Linked DNA regions of Mus musculus: region 1 is linked to region 2. A link is a contact called in public promoter capture Hi-C data. All regions are on one chromosome and are shown on one strand. Each heading gives the region's core, a stretch centred on a gene start, on an enhancer-like site or on the middle of the called end of the contact. The rest is flanking DNA. Distances are from core to core; before and after follow the strand shown.

The links. Capture Hi-C pulls out chosen DNA fragments and counts their contacts.
Region 1: a promoter capture Hi-C map of liver shows a contact between it and region 2. The contact joins two enhancer-like sites. A contact is called at or near these places in 4 of 39 promoter capture datasets (the C10 cell line, cranial neural crest, liver and 1 more), 2 of 15 datasets of contacts at CTCF or cohesin (the NIH/3T3 cell line and large pre-B cells), 3 of 484 Hi-C or Micro-C datasets (bone marrow-derived macrophages and liver), 6 of 115 datasets of contacts at active chromatin or transcription factors (Th17 cells, bone marrow-derived macrophages, embryonic basal ganglia and 2 more) and 3 of 9 other capture datasets (adipose tissue, embryonic stem cells and liver).

The regions. Positions count from the first base shown.
Region 1 is chr4:59,566,076-59,569,121 of GRCm38.p6, reverse strand. No RefSeq gene overlaps it. Among named protein-coding and RNA genes, the nearest start is that of Hsdl2, 14 kb to the left of the region's middle. Within about 2 kb of position 1,286, at least 27 of the 459 cell types and tissues checked have an H3K27ac peak or open chromatin away from gene starts, as enhancers often do. A contact at or near this core is called in liver, where this site is marked.
Region 2 is chr4:59,318,083-59,320,834 of GRCm38.p6, reverse strand. All of the region lies in intron 15 of Susd1 (sushi domain containing 1), which reads left to right. Among named protein-coding and RNA genes, the nearest start is that of Gm35578, 38 kb to the right of the region's middle. Within about 2 kb of position 1,379, at least 100 of the 459 cell types and tissues checked have an H3K27ac peak or open chromatin away from gene starts, as enhancers often do. A contact at or near this core is called in liver, where this site is marked.

The DNA of each region.
Region 1 (3,046 bases), core at 37-2,536, 250 kb before region 2:
GAGTCGCCTTCTGAGAAATCCCTGGAGTTTTCCGAGTGTAGCAATTGCTTCTGTTATGGTACCAACCTTCCATATAGGATTCCTGTGTCTCCTCTTGTTTGCTTCATTACTGTCAGGGGTTATGCGATGTTGTAGGATATCCTCATCCCTGTACTGTCATTTGTATTTCCCTGGTGATGATGTGTAATCCCAAAGGCAAGGGAGAGAGCACCCTCTTCTAATACTGGCCTTTATATTATCATTACGTTTTTCATCTCTTTAAAGCAGAGGGAAGACTTTATATCAACTACACTGTATCAAAACATAGTTTTGTTCTTTTTTTTTTTTTTTTTTTTTTTTAATGTTTAAGATAGGGTCTTTTTATGTAGCCCTGGCTGGCCTGGAACTCACACTTCTTCCATGTCAGCCTTCCAAATTCTGGGGCTACAGGCATGGACTAGCAAGCCCACTTCTGGTTTTGTTTTGCTGAGTGTATTACAGAGCTCTTTCCATGTTTATACCCAAAAAAAACCTACCTTAACCGTGTGTGTGTGTGTGTGTGTGTGTGTGTACATCATGTGTACTTGACTGTGGATGTGTGTGCTCTGGGTGAGTGTGTAAAAGTCAGAGGATGACTTCAACTTTGTGGACTTAGTTCTCTACCCAACCTTTAAGGGAGTTTCAAGGATCAAACTTAGATAGCCATGCCTCTCTGTGACAAGCACCTTTGCCTGCTGAACTTTCTTATCAATTCCCTACCTTAACTGTTTAAAAGCAGTTTATAGTCTGTCTTCATCTGAGTGTGTTCCAAATTAATGTAATCCTTTGTATCTGCGGTGAAACACAAATTTAAGACATTTAGGTATTTTCAGACTTGTCTCTATGATAAAGTGTTGCCATAAAAAATATTTGGACATGTGTGTACTCTTGCTCAGCACCCCTATTTCTCTACCATATATTTCTGAAAGTAAAACTGTTTGCTCGATGGATAATCACATGTATATTTTTCATGACACAGCTAATAACTGACAGCAAGATTTCCCAACCTTAATGGTTGGCCTTTGTGGTTAAATAATTCTTGTGTAGAAGGCTATTGTGGGCGTTATATAATAAGTTCAATAACTTCCTGGTCTGTAATCTATAGATGCCAATAGCACCCTTTGCCAGTTTATCCACTTACTATAGTAAAACACACCTAACATAAAGTCTACCACTCTAACCTATTTTACAAGGAGAGCTAGCTGAGCAGCACTAGATACATGACACTGTTGTGTAACTTTGCCTCATCCATTGCCAGTTCTGAGTTTGAACAGCCAAAAACTGTCCCTTAAAATTGCTGAAAATCTCCAGAGGGCAAGTTGTTGTGATGGTTTGCAACACCACGGAGAAAAATCTAGAGTGCAAATGTCATGAACGGCAGTAGCAACAGCCTGCAAAACAAAGGCTGAGGAGGTTAAAGGAAAAACAACAACACGCTGTCCAGGATCTCAGTGTCTCTCCTACAAAGAAAAGACATGGCTATGGAGAACATTATCAAAAGCGGGTTGTGGTGATCCATGCCTGTAATTCACTGATTGGGGGGCTAAGTCAAGAAGGTAGTGAGTTTCAGGCAAGCCCTGGACTCCAAGTAAGATTCGAGCTCATAAAAAAACAAACAGAAGTTTGCTTTTTTTGTTGTTTTTTGAGAACACAAAAACGTGAGAGAATAGATAGCAACTATAAAGGGAAGATAATGCATGCAGGGCTTTTTTTTTTTTTTTTCTTTTTTCTTTTTTTTCGAGACAGGATTTCTCTGTAGCCTTGGCTGTCCTGGAACTCACTTTGTAGACCAGGCTGGCCTCGAACTCAGAAATCTGCCTGCCTCTGCCTCCCAAGTGCTGGGATTAAAGGCATGTGCCACCACGCCCTGCAGGTCTTATTTTTGAGGTCCAGGCTAGCCTTAAATTGATGGCAGCTTTCTGAGTACTGGGACTGCAGGCATGAACCATTTCTTGGCTGCAATATGTGTGAGTACAGATATATTAAACATATACATTGATCTTTAGTGTGTAGATTTTAAGTGGATTACTGGATCATAGGGTGCTTCAAGTTCTAGTTATCCATAGGCTTAGATTTTTTTAAAAACCTACTTTAATAAGGGTTCTCAAATGCTTTGACTCTCCTTTCTATCTAGCTCACTGTCCAAAGGTAGGGAGAAAAGATTTGGACAAGGGGATGCGGACCTGTTTAGAAGTAGTTCATTGGGGTCATTTCAATCTCCATTTGTCAGGATGCCAGCAGTCCAGTTCAGTGGTGTCAGGATAGAAAGCATGAATCAGCAGTGGTGGCACGATCCAGCAGAAACTGCCAGGCATCCACCAAATCAGCAGGAGTCAGTGGAAGCGACCAGGACCAGCTGGAGTTCTCTGCCATGCCTCTCTCACAAAGTGAAGACCAGTGAAGACGCAAGACCAACAAAGAGCTATGCAGTTGTATTGTCACTGTCTGCTGAGTCCTATTTACACTCTTTCCAAACACCATGTATCCTCTCACAGGTCTTGCCTCAGCAAAACACCACCTAAGTCTGCACCATATGACACAACCAGAAACTTGCTCGTCAATTATCTGAGACACTTCAATGAAGTTACCCATAATAGTAGCAATATTAATTCATATGTTCACCAACAGCATGTGAGTCTCCCTTTCTTTTCATATTCACCAGTTATTTGGTATATTTTTTTAAATCTATTATTTATTTGTGTGTATGGTCAATTATTGCTTTCGTTTCCTGTGCTTTAAGGGTCAGACCCAAAAGATCTTCGTCAATACTGTTGTTCTAAGGCATTTCTCCTCTATTTCCTTCCACTGGTTACATAGTTTGGGGTCTTAAATTTAAGCTCACTGGCTAGTCTAGCTGGGCTGGCCAAGGAGCCCCAAGGGATCCAACTGTCTCTGCCACCCAACAGGCCACCACTCGGGACTTTTTGTATAAGGATTCTGGAAATTAACTCAGGTCCCTGTGTTTTCAGTGTGAGCATTTTACTACCCGAGCCTCCATAGCCCCAGGCTTGTCATAGAATGTGCTTAT
Region 2 (2,752 bases), core at 130-2,629:
TCACTCTCTCCCTCTCCCTCTCCTCCCCACTCCCCCGCATTCACCTTTATCTGGTTAGTCAGTCAAAGACTGTTCTAAGTGACGCTGTGGAGAATGCACTCTGAGGATGCAGCCTTCAGCAAGGAGATTCTTCCAATAAGCCTGACCTGTCACACAAACCCTTAAACTTGGGTCTACAGGTCAGAACTTAAGTCTTGAAGATCCTAGGGGTGGGCCATATTTGACACTGGAAATATTCTGCTAGCTTTGAAAAGCCACATAGCAAGGAATGCAGGTGGTCGGCAGGAGCTCAGAGACAGACCTCGCTGATAGACCATAAGGAAATGTGGACCAAGTTCTGCGACTTCAAGGGACTGAATTAAGCTGACAGTGGGGACAAACTCTGAAGCCTTCTTCCCCAGAGCCTTCAGATGGGAGGGTGAGCCACTAACACACGGTGATGGTGCTGAGCAGAGAACCCGTCACAGTGTGCCTAAACCGGGAACCACAGGACTGAGCTAATGGGTGGGCTTGTAGCTGAGCAGTGTGTGAGATTACAATAAAATGAATTCAGCATTTATCAAACATTACCTCTGCATCTATCGCCTCCTTTGCCCCGCTTTTCTGTGTTGCCCATGGTGGAGAAGTCAGATAAGAATAACACAGAAAGGTCTGGAGAGATGGCTCAGTGGTTAAGAGCACTGACTGCTCTTCCGAAGGTCCTGAGTTCAAATCCCAGCAACCACATGGTGGCTCACAACCATCTGCAATGTGATCTGACGCCTTCGTCTGGCGTGTCTGAAGACAACTACAGTGTATTCGTATACATAAAATAAATAAATATTTTAAAAAAAAGAATAACAGAAAAAAAAAGAACACACTAAATCATTACTTATTCTTCTGTGTTCAAATGAATGTACCAACTGCTCTCTGGATGTGTCCCAAGCCAGACTGAATCATGGCATTAATTTATTTCTACCATTGGATGGCAACAGTTGCTTTCAGGAAATGACCATACCTGTGTACATAATGCCCACACCCAGAGGAAGTCGTCAAGATTGTCACAGGGTCTAACTTCCTCTTCAACACCTGTGGTCTTTCTATCAGTAAAAGATTAAAGAGAAGCTGCGTTTGCTCCCAAGCAGAGTCTCTGCAGAGAGGAGGGCTATAGTTCAAGTGTATTTACTTTCTCTAAGAATGACTAACAGCACATGAGTTTCTAAGAGAATATTCTGCAGATGATTCAGAGGGAAAATAAAAGGCCCCACAGCATGAGACTGGAAGGGAGGGGAGCCCGAGAATGGCAAGACCATAAAAAGCCTATCATTCAGAGTGGCCACTTGTAAATTTTATTAGGCATTCGCAGAGGATGAAACTGTACAGCCACACCCATGAGCGCTGCTGTAGACTTTGAGGTTGTATGATTAGCAAACCGAGAAAGACCTGTAGCCAAGGACTGGAAACCCGTGCTGGGAGCCAAAATCCAAGGATGCTATGCAAAATAAAGGGCACTTTCTTATTTCTTTTATATCTGTGTATGTGACGGTGTCTGTGTGAGTGTATGCCATATAGGAGCAGTGCCTTCAGAGGCCAGAATGGAGTGTCAGGTCCTCTGGAGCTGTCATTACAGGTGGTCCTGAGCTGCTGGTTAGCAGGGGTTCTGGGAACTGAATTCCACTAGTGGAGAAGAGCAGCCTGTGCTCCTCCGTCTCATCAGCCTAAAGGTTACTTTTTAACACTGACTTTCAATAGTAATGTCTAGCGCAAGGGATAGCATGTCTCACTGAGGAGGTGGGTGCTGCTAGTGGATGGGTCAGGGGAAAGTTGGCGTCCTCAGCTCCTATTTGCTTCTGTCTTGCTGCAGTGTGAGGAGTGTCAGTATCTTCCCACCTGTTTAAAGTTCAGCGGAGTCACACAATTTCCAACTAAGCCAGATAAACAACTGCCAGCGACCTTTGTGAGACCTGGAAGAGAAGGCTAGGGCTGAGCAGTAAACAAGGACTTTGTACAAAGAGGGCGCCACCATTCTGAAGGTAGCTTGAAGTCAGGGCCAGCCCAAGTGATGGCTTGGCTCTCATGCATAGCAACAGTGACAGCATCTCTAATGAGTCAGTGTGGAGCATGAGGGGCCCCGGGTGTCTCCCCTTTTCTCCTCTCACAGACTCACTCATTGGCCAAGGAAGTAGGACAGAAAGCAGTGTATTTTGACTTCTGCTAACAGTTAACAGTACCGCTGTGGACAGAGTGTGCGATATGAGGGCGGTAGATAGGCCTAGGAATGGGCTGGAGAACAATGCAAAACCGACATCAGCTAGCTAAGGAGTAACTCCTGATGAGCAAATCCACAGCTCACACAGCATGGACTCCAGTCCACGGTCCTTCAGTTCAGCATTTTCATTCATCAAAGACTAAAGTGTGGAGGAAATAGGTGAGGAAAATACTGATAACCAAAACTGGAGAAGTGTTCAGAGCATAAAAGTACCAGAATCTCTTTAACCCCTTTATCTCCAACGCTATATTCCCTCCTTGTCTCTGTCTCTGTTCCTCGGTGTTTCTCTCTCTCTCTCTCTCTCTCTCTCTCTCTCTCTCTCTCTCTCTCTCTCTCTGCTTTTGTTTGTTTGTTTTGTTTTGAGACAAGGTTTCTCTGTGTAACCATAGTTGTCCTGGACTTGCTCTGTAGAGCAGACTGACCTTGAACTCAGGAATCTTTCTGTCTCTGCCTCCTGAGTGCTGGGGTCATTTTCTCTTAAAAACCAAAGCCTCGCTGATTGTG